2 separate regions of the Ovis aries genome follow, and region 1 is linked to region 2. The links are chromatin contacts, called in public Hi-C maps. All regions are on one chromosome and are shown on one strand. The core of a region is the stretch at or near the end of the contact, and the rest is flanking DNA. Distances in the headings are between cores, read along the strand shown.

Evidence for each region. Hi-C and Micro-C count contacts between places; a contact is called where the count stands out from the background.
Region 1: a Hi-C map of muscle shows a contact between it and region 2, with 1.9 times the contacts expected there. The contact joins the promoter of ACSL1 here to the enhancer-like site in region 2. A contact is called at or near these places in 2 of 16 Hi-C or Micro-C datasets (muscle and tail adipose tissue).

What each region holds. Positions count from the first base shown.
Region 1 is chr26:14,434,601-14,441,746 of ARS-UI_Ramb_v3.0, forward strand. It overlaps ACSL1 (acyl-CoA synthetase long chain family member 1), which reads right to left and starts at 2,698. Exons shown (of 21, transcript XM_060406942.1): 1 at 2,487-2,698.
Region 2 is chr26:14,402,281-14,409,095 of ARS-UI_Ramb_v3.0, forward strand. All of the region lies in intron 2 of ACSL1 (acyl-CoA synthetase long chain family member 1), which reads right to left. Among named protein-coding and RNA genes, the nearest start is that of TRNAC-ACA, 15 kb to the right of the region's middle. Within about 2 kb of position 1,406, at least 10 of the 54 cell types and tissues checked have an H3K27ac peak or open chromatin away from gene starts, as enhancers often do. A contact at or near this core is called in muscle, where this site is marked.

The DNA of each region.
Region 1 (7,146 bases), core at 1,448-3,947, 34 kb after region 2:
AACCTTCAACAAAAACTGGCACCTCTGATCTCTCTCCTTACTGGCCGTGGCCTGTCAGAAAGCAGAGCTTGAAGGGGACTTCGAGTACCTACAGCTCTGAGCTGCCTTAAAGGATATTCCTTTGTATTTTCGAACACAGGAGCCTAAACCATTGCATCATCCAAATAAATCTGTTCACAAAGCATGATTAATTCTGTCACCATTGACAGCATTAGGTTATGTGAGTAAACGCAAAAGAACATAGGACATAGGTGGCAAATTTGCACAAAAAAATTCAGAAACAAAGTTATTCTGTCCCTCCAAGGTTACTGAACATCACGTCTAGAAATGACTACTTATTCCTACAGTCATGCTCTTTTTCAGAAAGTGAAACTTGAAGGGAGAGAGGAGAAATCCCCAGCTGTAAAGACAAAACAACATAATCTTTCCCCACCCCCTCCTCCAAACTTCCACAAGATAGCTACATCAAAACCAAAGATGCAGCCTGCCCTGGACATCAAGGAGGACACTGTGGCATGCCGGTACACAGTCAGCTATACCAAAGCTCAACCAAAAGCTGTGATAGTTATGAGAACTCAATCTGTATGATATAAGTAGAGACCTTTCTTCACCTGCATTCGTCACAAGTATCATTCTCTTAAATGCCCCAAATTTAAAAGCCCAGAGATTCTTTTTAGTCAGGTTGCCCACAATAATAAAAAATACTGCCAAACTATGCTTAACAGAGACAGGAAGGAAATAGGTCAACATGCTAATAACTGTGAGAGAAGGGTGATTTTAAAAGTCTGTTCCATTTACAGCAAATGCAGAAAACAGGTCTATAACACATGGTCTATGATGTGTCTATCTGAAGTGAGAGAGGGAGATATGAAATGGGTTACTCTTCAGGGTTTGCTTTTTTCAGTCACAGAATTTTAGTTTCTGAAAGACTTTAGTCTAATGCACCCGTTCCCACATGAGGAGTCAAGTTTCAGCCTGAGAAGGGATTCTCCCAGTTGAATCAGAACAAGAATGAACATTTCCCAGGACTTGGCTCCACACTGATGGGAAGGGAATGTCACTTTAAAGGTCCCACCTTCTCAAGCCCATCCAACCAGACAATCAACTCAAATCTTAAGTTTTAAGCCAATTCAACCTGTCACCTCAGTCTGAAAAAGCTGAATCAAGCCAGAGGTACCCACTAGCTTTTAGTTTGTGTTAAGCAATTAATTGTTTAGGAGATAATAATCACAGCTGAAATTTGTCAGAAACTATGAAATTAACCAGTTTCTCTCATGCTAAGCAAAGGTAAAAAATAAACGGATATTAAGTTGGGGCACTTTACATACACCTGCACCAACAAGAAGCTTAAATGTTAGAACTTTCAAAGGCAAGGGCACTATTATAACGGTATTAATTAAGCTCCATAACCTTGAAAGTGGGTAGGGTGGGGAAGGGGTTTGCAAATTCTAGCCTAACACACCGATTAAGAGGAGCATCTGTCTCTGTGTTCTCATCCACGTGTTCATTCAAGTCACCTACCACCACGCTGTCTAGGCGGCAAGGAGATAGATATCATGATTTTTACTTCCTAATTTCAAAACATGCCAGGCTCTTTAAAACGACTCTATCACGGCCATGTACAGCAGCTGTGGCACTCTGCAGGCACCGCGAGAATTTCCACATGTGGCCACCGGCTTCGGATGCTGCCTTTGACCCTCCCGCGGGCGCGCAGGGACCACTCTTCACGCGGAGGCTCTGATGCTTCCACGCACTATCCGAGCATGCCCCCAACCCGCCTCGGAGGGGCAAGAAGGAGGCCGCGACCCAGAGAGCATCGACACGGCCCCGCGGCGATCATCGCCCCGAATCTGCAGCTCCGGGTCGGGCTTCCCGCTGGGCGGTCCCCGCCGCCACACAAACAAGGACCCGGATCCGCGGCGCGCGTCACCCGCACCCCGCCGTGCACCAGCCCAGCGCCCGCGCCACCGGGGGGAGAGGCGGGCGGGCATCGCCGGCTCTCTTGCACAGGAAGCAGCGGCGGATCGGGCGGCTTGGAGGCCTCCGCGGCGGAGGGAACTCGGGGAGCCGCCGGGCGGAGGCCGGAAAAGAGGAACGTCGCTGCGATCCGAGGGCGGGTTCTCGCGTCTCCGCTGCGGCCGCCACCTCCCGGGCTCCGGCCGGCGGGGCAGCCTTAGACCCGAGCCCCCGCCGAGACCCGGGCGGCGCCGCAGCAGGTACGGATGCGGCTCCCCCCCGCTAGAAGGAGCACTCACCTCCTCCGCAGGCCCGGCCGTCCGCCGCCGGCTGTCACTGCAGCCCACTGCCGGCCCCGGCTGGGTCCGGATGCTATTTAAGGGCGCCGCCGCCGCTTCCGAGAGCTGGCTGCGCTCCAGCCGCTCGCTGCAGCCTAGGAGCCGGGCTGAGGCCAGAGCGCGGGCCCCGCCCCGCCCCGCCCCCGGCCCGCCCCTCCCCGCCTGAGCCCCACTCCCCCGCCGTGTGCCTGCCCTGCGGTCCGGTCGAGCGCGTGCCCGGCGGCTGGTGGAAGCTTGGGGCACCGCGGGGGACGAACGCATCTCCAGGCTGGATTTCACAAGGAGTCCAAGGAAGGGCAAAGAGTAAATTGTGGTGGCTCAGTCCAGAAGTCTGCAGTGCCGGAGGGCGGGCCGGGAGACGCCCTTTCACGTCTTCCACCTTCAACCACAGGCCCTCTGACTCCTCGGGGGCGGAGGCTTTTGCCGGGAGGCTCCCTGGAGGTCCTGAGGGCTTTCCTTTCCTATTGGCTTTGGCAGAGAACTTGCATGATCCTTTTAACCTGGTTTCACCTCCCCATCCACCACCCCCTCCCCCGCCCCCATGCGGTTTCGCCACAGTTCCTGGCCGGGAAAGGCCCTGTTCTGGACTTTGCAGAGCGCTGGACATAAGACCAACAGGACAGATGAGCCTCAGGATAGTTGGATCAGAGCACAGGCTCGACACCACTCAAGGACAGTGTCCCCCTGCCAAGTTCTGAGGGCCCGTTCGCGGCTCAGCCCTGGCCATGCGGTTTTGAGGGCTTCTGTCTCTGTGCATGCGATGTCCATTGGGGCCTTCCAGAGCCCAGCGCAGTTTTTTTTCAGGCTCCTGATCCAAATGGTATTTTTCCTCTTAGCTCCTGAGGCCTGCCAGTAGCCTTAACCTCTAATACCAGGGTTCTAGTTACAGTGGCACTTGTGCCGGATGGTGGATAGAGGACTCTTGTCTAGTACTGCTTTGAATTGGAGGCATGAGAATTAGAATAAACGCCTCTAATAATGACAGATAACCTCTACTGAAATATTTCACACCCATTATCTTATTGAATCTTCCTCACAACCTTCTGAAGTGGATGCAGTCTCCATTCCCTTTTCACAGATGAGGCCCAGAGAGGTTGAATGCTAGGGAAGGCGAAATTATGTGGGAATTTAGGCGGTCTGCTTCCAGAGTGCATTCATAACAGTCAGGGGAGGTGTACAGGTTCTTCTGCTCAGGTGAGCTTGTGCTGGCTGAGGCCTCAAGCACTCAGATCGAGGCCATGATGATGCTCTAAGGACTTCTCCTGGGCCCCTCTCACTGGCTCAGAGCATCTGCTGTGGCAGCAGCGCTCATCTGCATGTGGTACAGCAATGGTGAGGCAGCCCACACTCCAGGAGCCTCTGCAACAGCTCGCTTCTCCTAGGCTCTCTTCTCCAGTTACATCTGCTAGCTCTGGACTCTCCATTTAAAACTAACAATGGGCTCCACTTTCGTTTTTACTCATTTCCACTTGGCTAATCCTGGATTTAGACCTCTGTCCAGGTCTCCTTCTCAACTGTGGTTCCATCATTTCAGTCCCTCTTTCCCACCCACCCCCTCCGACTGCTCCAGCCAGTCCTCCAGGCCCGGTGCCTCTTCAGATGCTTCCCAAGGTCTGTGGTGTACTAGTTTGCCAGGGCAGCCACAACAGGGTGCCACAAACTGGGTGACTTAAACAACAGAAATGTATTATCTTACAGTTCTGGAGAACCATACAAAAAAGATCTTAATGACCTGGATAACCACGATGGTGAGATCACTTACCTAGAGCCAGTCATCCTGGAATGCGAAGTCAAGTGAGCCTTAGGAACTATCACTATGAACAAAGCTAGTGGAGGTGATGAAATTCCAGCTGAGCTATTTCAGATCCTAAAAGATGATGCTGTTAAAGTACCACACTCAATATGCCAGCAAATATGGAAAACTCTGCAGTGGCCACAGGACTGGAAAAGGTCAGTTTTCATTCCAATTCCAAAGAAAGGCAATGCCAAAGAATGCTCAAACTACCGCACAATTGTACTCATCTCACATCAAGCAAGGTAATGCTCAAAATCCTTCAAGCTAGGCTTCAACAATAAGTGAACTGAGAACTTACAGATGTACAAGCTGGATTTAGGAAAGGCAGAGGAACCAGAGATCAAATTGCCAACATCCACTGGATCATCAAAAAAGCAAGAGAGTTCCAGAAAAACATCTACTTCTGCATCATTGACCACTCTAAAGTCTTTGTGTAGATCACAACAAACTGTGGACAATTCTTAAAGAAATGGGAATACCAGACTATCTCACCTGCCTCCTGAGAAACCTGTATGCAGGTCAAGAAGCAACAGTTAGAACTGGACATGGAACAACAGATTGGTTCTAAATTGGGAAAGGAGTACGTCAAGGCTGTATATTGTCACCCTGCTTATTTAACGTCTATGCATAGTACATCATACAGAATCACAAGCTGGAATGAAGATTGCCGGGAGAAATATCAATAACCTCAGATATGCAGATGACACCACCCTTATGGCAGAAAGTGAAGAGAGCCTTTTGATGAAGATGAAAGAGGAGAGTAAAAAAGGTGGCTTAAAACTCAACATTCAAAAAGTGAAGATCCTGGCATCCAGTCTCATCATTTCATGGCAAATAGATGGGGAAACCATGGAAACAATGACAGACTTTATTTTCTTGGGCTCCAAAATCACCGCAGATGGTGACTGCAGCCATGAAATTAGAAGATGCTTGCTCCTCAGAAGAAAAGTTATGACCAACCTAGACAGCATATTGAAGAGCAGAGACATTACTTTGCCAACAAAGGTCCACTTAGTCAAAGCTATAGTTTTTCAGGTAGTCATGTATGGGTGTGAGAGTTGGACTATAAAGAAAGCTGAGTGCCGAAGATTTGATGCTTTTGAACTGTGGTGTTGGAGAAGACTCTTGAGAGTCCCTTGGACTGCAAGGAGATCCAAACCAGTCCATCCTACAGGAAAACAGTCCTGAATATTCATTGGAAGGACTGAGGCTGAAGTTGAAACTCCAATATTTTGGCCACCTGATGCGAAGAACTGACTAATTGGAAAAGACCCTGATGCTGGGAAAGATTGAAGGCAGGAGGAGAAGGGTACGACAGAGGATGAGATGGTTGGATAGCATTACCGACTTGATGGACATGAGTTTGAGTAAACTCCGGGAGTTGGTAATGGACAGGGAAGCCTGGTGTGCTACAGTCTGTGGGGTCACAAAGAGTCGGACACGACTGAGTAACTGAACAACAACAGTTCTGGAGGCTAGATGTTCAAGATCAAGGTGTTAGCTGAGTTGGTTCTCTCTGCAGGCTGTGTGGAGAGAATCTATTCCAGCCCTCTCATTTTGCCTTGGGAATAGCTGTCTTCTCCCTGTGTCTCCTTGTATGACTTTCCCTCCGTTAAATGCCTGTGTTCAGATTTCTCCTAATAAGGATATCAATCAAACTGGATTACAGGCTTTCCTGATTGCTCAGCCGTGAAGAATTCACCTGTAGAGCAGGAAACAGGGGTTTGATCCCTGGCTCAGGACGGTCCCTGGAGGAGGAAATGGCAATCCACTCCAGTATTCTTGCCTGGAGAATCCCATGGACAGAGGAGCCTGGCAGGCTACAGTCCTAAGGGTCGTAAAAAGCCGGACACAACTGAGCAACTAAGCATGCACTCACACAGTGTATTCTGTTCAACTTAAGTCACAATCAGTTGTAAGATGCGCCATTATTTTATATATCCCTGAAAAAAAAATGCTGCCCATTATACCTGCAAGACATTCTCAATTGGAAGATGCATCCTATATTGATTAGCTTTCATAGCACATCACCTTAAAGTGGCTTAAACAACAATCGTTCGTTAGCTTATGATTCTGTGGCTTGGCATTTGGGCTGGGTTTAGCTGGGCAGTTCCTCTGTTGGTTTCTCTTGGGCTCTCTCCTACAGCTGGTCAGCTGGTGGATAAACTGGGGCTGGCTGGTCTGAGGATGGCCTTGCTCACAGGTTTGATGATCATCGGGCTATTTGCTGGGGTGCCTTAGTTCTCTTCCACATGGCCACTTCAGTAAGCTAGTTCAAGCGTATTCAATCGGTGGTCTCAAGGCTCTAAGCTCTCTAAACTCAACAAAGGGGAAAATTGGTTTTCAAACCCCTGTTTACATCATGTTTGCTGCTGTTCCATTGGCCAAAGCATAACCATGTCAAAAATCCACGTGCGAAAAAACTACCCAAGGACATGGATAAAGGGAGGGGAACCATGATGGTCATTTTGCAATACACACATATCAAATAATTATGTTGTACATCTGAAACTAATGTTTTATGTCAATTATATCTCAATTTAAGAACATAAAGGAGAAAAGAAATGTTTAGTAAGGTGAACATAGTTTAGGGATATTTATTTTGTTTGTAGCTTTCATTTATAAAGATGGAAGAGATTAGAGCACGTACAAACCTATAAGCTTCAAGTCAGAAGCCAGCAAAATGGAAGAGATTGAAAATAAAATAGGGGACAGGGTTTACTGGTAGAGTTAGATCTCGATGTTGGAAGAGAGATGGGAGGCAAATGTTTTTGAAAACAGTTAGAACTTCTAGCAGAGGAAAACACTTTTTTTCTAGGTCCGGAGAGAAAGAGGTATAAGAGCAAACAGATAAAGTTGGAAAATACTACAATTGAAAGAGAAAGGAATTCCACTCTTCACTCTAATGACTAGAGCAAGTCAAATAGTCTCCATTCTAAACAGTAGATACTCATAAAGCCTTCCCCCTCATCGCCCATTTCCTTCGGAGATTATGAATCCTGCAGTCCTTTTGTTTTCACAGAAGAAATAATGCTTTTACAGTGGACATAATGTTTC
Region 2 (6,815 bases), core at 156-2,655:
TGAGCCATCAAGGAAGCCCAAAACAGATTAAGTTTAACTTTGAATATGTGCAGACTCTATCTCTTCAAGACAGCAGGTCAATTCCCCAGTTCCTACTTGGAGAATCACTGCTCTTGAGTATCATTTTGTAACAACTTTTGCTAAATAACTCTGGTTACACTACCGTTCTGGTGATATATGAACTTCAGGACTTTGAAGGTAGTCTTCAGGACTATTTGGTAAAACAGTCAAATCAAAGTTATAGAAGTTAATCACATCCCAAATAAAGCCATCCTCTTCACAAAGTAACCCGAGGACAAAATATTTATTACTATTCTAATTAGAAATTAGAATAAGTAGCAAAAGTTTGGAGATGAAGCAGTAAACGAATTCTATGCCAAAAAGGTATAGGTGAAACGCTGGGTGACAGGTCACATTATCAACGAACTGTAAGGCATACTCTGTAATTTCAGGAAAAGGGATGAATGAAATGGAAGTGGGGGAGACCAAGCAATAAAGCCTGTGTTTTGAAAACTGCTGCTCTATGATGTTCAGTTCAGTTCAGCCGCTCAATTGTATCCAACTCTTTGTGACCCATGGACTGCAGCACACCAGGCTTCCCTGTCCATCACCAACTCCCAGAGTTTACTCAAACTCATGTCCATTGAGTTGGTGATGCCATCCAACCATCTCATCCTCTGTCATCCCCTTCTCCTCCCACCTTCAATCTTTCCCAGCATCAGGGTCTTTTCAAATGAGTCAGTTCTTCGCATCAGGTGGCCAAAGTATTGGAGTTTCAGCTTCAGCATCAGTCCTTCCAATGAATATTCAGGACTGATTTCCTTTAGGATGGACTGGTGATGATGATGATCACACATGCCCATAAGAAATCATCTTTGATGTACATGCACCACCATTCTTCTTGAATTAAAGTCCTGTCCATAAACACTGAGCACTGGCAACCTTGGTGACACCTGCAAAGGTGTGGGCTTGCACAGCTACAACAGCGGGGGCTCAAAGGTGTGCGTGTGCTACAAAACGGAGCCATTTCAAGGGCAGGGTATTTAACTACTGGCTTATCCAAGTACATGCAGCTATTTTTAGGAACACCTACTTAAATGAAGAAATCTATATCTGGCCCTTTTGGACTTCTGACATATCCTACAGGTCTGGTGTGGAGGTGTGGGTTTCAGCTGTGCTCAAGAAATAGGGAGAGGGATACAGAACAACCCTGTGTGTAATATGCAGGAAATCACCAGTAACACTGAGTCACGGAGGACTATGGGTCTTTTATTTCCTCTTTAATGTTTTTCTACAGTCTTCCCAGTTTTAACAAAAAAGGAGTGAGTCAGTGTGTAGTGACCACACTACAGTCAAATCAGCGGTCACGAGGTTATTCGGCTATACAAGCAAAGGTTCCTCTAGAGGTCGGTCTCCCCACGTGGCTGAGTTAGGAAATCAAAGTTCAAGTTCCCCTCAAGGGCAGTTGAGGACAGGATCACAGTGAACCATCTGTGAACCAATGGTTCCCAGGACTAGAACTCTGGCCAGTAATTTGAGGAAAAGGAACACCTTGGTGGGGAGAGTTATTTTGCGTCACTTCCTTATTTAAATGCAAAAGCAGATAATTACATCCTTGAGAATTTCTCCAGGATAGAAAGGCCTGAGCTTTACGAATTGTGGTCCCATTTATCTCGATCTAGAAAATAGACAACTATAGGCCCTAACAGTCAACCACCCACTATGTTACTACTACGGTTTATTCCCTCTAAGGATAGGGCTAGACAGTGGGAGGGATAGGGGAGGGAAAGGAAGAGACAGCGGAGAGGGGGCAGGGAGAGCCGATAATGGCTAAAGAGACAGCTGACGACTTGGCTGGGCTTAAATGTCTCATCCATCTCTAGGGAGAAAAGAAGCAGGTGGAACCATGGTCCTTGGGGGAAAAGAATGACTTTTTTCTCCACCTCCCCCAGCCCCCAGCATGTAGATTTCCCATGCATCTTACCTACCCAGGCCATCATCACCTACCACCTTTTATGAACAGGCACAAAGAGGCTTTTCCAATCCAGGGACCTAGATGCCCTCTGGCCATCGTTCTCCCCGCCAGTAACATGGGATCTCTGACAGAACAAAGTAGGTCTTTATTCAAGACCAGCCAACGGGGGATGCTCCCAACCAGATCTTTCAGGATAATGAACAGGGAGTTTTAAAAGTATTAATAGCTAGACTCCTCCACTATGCTAACATAAATGCAACCACGTAAACTACGAACTCTCAGGTTCACTACCGACGCTCCACCATTGAATCAGCCAGCTTCCCGAGGTCCTCCATGCCCAGTGAGTGAAGAAGGGGCAGAAGCACCCATTACAATGGGTGCTAGGCATCGAAATGTGAGCACAGGAGAGATGGAAGCAAGGGAGTATTCAGTTTGCAGATGAGAAAACAGACAGACGTTGGGGAGGCCTCCCTGTCTCAGTCCCACGTCTAAAATGCAGTGGAGTGAGCTTCAAACCAGCCTGAGGGACTTGCCACACACTGTCCACCTCCACCATCTTGGAGGATTCAGGGCCAGAGCACGGTGGCCGACTGGGGGACTGGTTCTCCATCGCTCTCCTCTAACCCTCAGAAGGCGCTTCCTTGTCCACCCTCCCTCCCAAGCTTGCTCTCCAGTTTCCAACTTCCTGAGCTGCCCCTGTCCCCATGGGAGGACCTGCCTGGGGGTGAGGGAGGCTGGTTGGGTTACTTAGCAAACCAGTTCTGTGCCACCAAATGCAGGGCAAGCTCCTCACCAGAGCAAACCAGCCAATCCCTCAAGAGAAAAATAGCTCCCTCCCACCTTTGTGGATGGGGAGAGAGTTGAGTCATAAATTCAAATCCCCTGCCTGTAGCATCTCCGAGTGCCTGCCACTTGTAATGTTCAAGGCACTAGCTCACAGTCTGAAGGAAACACATCTGTTCCCTTACTTGCTCGGCCTTTTAGACGCTGCCGTCAAGGCAGGGTTTTTGCCGAGACTCTCACAAAGGCCTATCTCTGCCATTGTTTTTCACTCCACAGGAGTGGACCCCGCTTGTGGGGAAGGCTATTTTTAAACTTCAAAAAAATTACAGCACACATTTCCGTCATGTATGTGTACACATGGTCCCTGCTTCATGAAGCCCGTGAGCATCGTCTGTACAAAATCAAGTCGTGTCTTCAGGCTTGTTTTACTCTGTGTATTCCCAGAGAGTAACTTGAGCCTTTCTTCCTGGCTGAAGGGAAGCCGGAAATTAAAAAAAATAAATATTTCTGACATAATCACCATTCTTTCTTTGAATTCCTAAAGGCAGCTCCTTAATACTCTGGAGGTCTATTGTTGGCACAAAGATGAGACCCTCTGCCTTCAGTTCTCTGGGACTCCCGCCCCTCACCTCACAGCTCGTCCCACCCAGACACTGCGGCCCCCTGAACAACTCGGGTGCTTCTACGCCTCCTTCAAATCACCGGCCACTCTCCAGCGAGCAGACACATCTAACCACATTAGAAACTAGTTAGTTTTCCACTAAAGAGTTTAGTTAAGAAGTACTAGTTAGCAAGGTTTTTCATAGCTGTTATTAAGAAGCCCAGTAAGTTTTAGAAATGATGCTGAGATTAACTTCAGGTATAAAAACACTCCCAGAAAAACACTTCTCATCAAATCCACTCCCTCCCAGCCATCTTTTCATCCCACCCTCTGTGCCCCAACTGCTAGGACAGCTGGCGGAAAATACGCTCAGATGTGATGTTTCCTGAAAACGGGCGTGAAAATTCTCTGAAAACCACAGCAGCAAAGTCACCAGGGATGAGGTTGAAGGATTTATCTCTGTCCACTCTTTACCTGACCACACACACAGCCATACAGCAGGGAAGAACTAGCTGAGGGGTAAAAGGACTAGAGCCTTGCAGTCAGGGAAGGCAAGTGAGCGAGCGCCAATGCTCACATATAGGTTTACACAAGGACTCCTGACAGATACAAAGCCAGAGCCTCAAACCCAGGGATTCTTCCAAAGTCTCACACACCCTGCTAGCTGGCTGTTCTCAGGCTTCCGGAGGTGAGAATCATGCTCACATTCATGTTCATATCTACTGTACAAATGACTGCAGGGATGAGACTGCCCCTGTTCTCCCTCCCTTCCTCCCAGTTGAGGACCTGGCTCACACTCGTCAGGCTAATAATGCCCCTTGCAGATGGCCCTGCCAGTCCTCCACGAGCCCACAGGGCTGGAGTCAGTGGAGTGAGTGATCCCACCATCTGGCCGCACCTGCCCTTCCTGGACAGCCTTCCCTCTGCTCCCCTGCAGCTTCCCCGAAGGCTGGTCCTGCCCCATCTGCCTCCCGTCCTGCCCAACTCAACAACTGCTCAAGCTCCCTCCACTCCGGTCCAGAAGGCATCGCCATTCTTGATGTGTTTTTTGTTGTTTGTTTTGTTTTGTTTTTCCAGCTTTGGTAAGGTATAAATGACATAGCGGTAGTTTATTCACTAACTTGTATCCAATTCTTTGCAACCCCATGGATTACAGCCCACCAGGTTCCTTTGTCCATGGAACTCTCCAGGCAAGAATACTGGACTGGGTTGCCATTACTGGAGAAGATCCTTCTCCAGGTGACCTTCCTGACCCAGGGATCAAACCTACATCATTGCAGGCAAATTCTTTACCAACTGAGCCACCAGGGACACCTAAGTTCTACTCTCAGCAAATTTCAATTATACGATACAGTGTATCAGCTTCACCTTGACATACATTAGATCCTCAGACCTTATTCCTCTGACAGCTGACAGCTTGAACCCTTTCACCCACCTCTCCCAGTTCCGTCCACCACCACCCTCAAGCCCTGACAACCACCATTCTACTCAGTGGTTCTAGGAGTTCAACTCTCTTTTTTTGGGGGGGCACTGTCATCACCCTTTTGTCTCCATAAGTCCAGAGTAAGAACTTCATACAAACTTTTAAACAACACTCTCTTCTTGTGCAGAAACTGCTTTGCCAGTTTGCAAGTGGGTCTTTACACCCATGCCTACGTGTCAACAGCATGATTCTACTGGCTACAGGGGAAATCCTACTCAGTGACAGTCTCACGGGTACCTGTACAGACAGACTAGGAGCGCCATCCCTTGTCACAGAGGCTCCAGCCTGAGGTTTGTCTGGATAACCCATGGCATCCAGAAGGCCTCAGTGGATGGGAACTGTTGAATTTCAAAGCCTTGCAATTTACTGAATGTGGCTTCCAGGGGTCTGGTGTGCTCCATTTAGGTTGCTTCCTTCAAGTTCTCCGATGAGGAACCGTGGTTCTAGTTTTATGGCATGAAAATAAGTCACTCGTGTGACTCTTAGGAAGGACCTCTCCACAGCGTCCTCTCCACAGCGGTCCTCCCTGCTGGGCCATTCACTCCTCAGGGGCAGCAGCCTCTTCTTCCTGTGTCCTGTGCACACCATGCACTGGCTGAACGAATGCCAGTCTCATGCCTACTCTCTGTGAGCAGGGAGAACCGAATCCAGAGGGTCACAGCCTCCATACTCGACTTTTAGCAGGATTCAAATGCTAAGGTAAGTTCCTCACCATACAAACCCCAGCATATGAATGCTTAAATCTCAACCTTTCACATGAAAGGGTCACCCAGCCAACAGGTGACCTAGATGTGATGAGGTCATTTGGAGTGATGTCATCCCACAGGGAGATGAGTCATGCCCAGTGAACTTGGTCTGCCTACTAAAAGAGATGAACCCACTGTATAATATCATATATGAAACGAGTCACCAGTCCAGGTTCAACGCACGATACTGGATGCTTGGGGCTGGTGCACTGAAACAACCCAGAAGGATGGTACGGGAAAGGGGGGTCAGGATGGGGAACACGTGTATACCTGTGGCAGATACATGTTGATGTATGGCAAAACCAATACAATATTGTAAAATAATTAACCTCCAATTAAAATAAATAAATTTATATTAAAAAAAAAGAGAGAGAGAGAGATGAACCCACACTAAACCAAGGCCTGGTAACAAGTTTAAACAGTGACTCTTAAGTTATTACCAGAGGTACAGCTTTATTTTTGGCTGCACTGTGCGGCTTGCCGGATCTTAGTTCCCCATCCAGAGGCTGAACCCGAGGCCCCCGCAATGGAAACGTGGAGTCCTAACCACTGGACCGCCAGGGAAGTCTCCCTTGGGGTACATTTTTAAAAGAAGTTCTGATATTCTTCAAATGAAGCCTTTAAAAGCTAAGGACTGGAAGGTATAAAAAAGTTTTTACTTGCTATGATTTATTCCCTTCTCTAATATTTCAGGGCAAAACAAAACAGGTAAGTTGAGCTTTCATTTCACTCTACAACAATCTCCTGGCAGGCCTCAAAAAACTTCCTGACTTCATTTAAGAAGATAGCCGTCTCAATGTCTGCAGGACATGGCAGGAATTCAGATTGGTTCTGCCACCTCCTTCCACAGTGGCAATGGTTCTCATCAATCCTTTGCAATGGGTTCGTTGCCTAACCTCCTCAAACTCTGGCCCACAACCCCTTCAGCAACAAGTTCTGCTCTGACCTGGCTCAGGGAAGGCAGAAGCCACCAGGACCCACTTGGCCTGCTGCCGCCCAGGTTCTGCCAGTCCTCTGGCCCTCCCCCAGCCCTCACCTCCACCCCGTCCTTGACGGTTTCTGATCCTACATCCAACTCGGGTAGGGAATCCCGGATTCCATTTCTTATCTGACCTGCCCCTTTTCCGCCTTCCATTTCTGCCACTACTTTTGCCTGCAAATCCATTTTCAGAAGAGTCTGCTCCCGGGTTCAGAAGGTCCAGCCACTGGCTCATCAAATTTATCTAC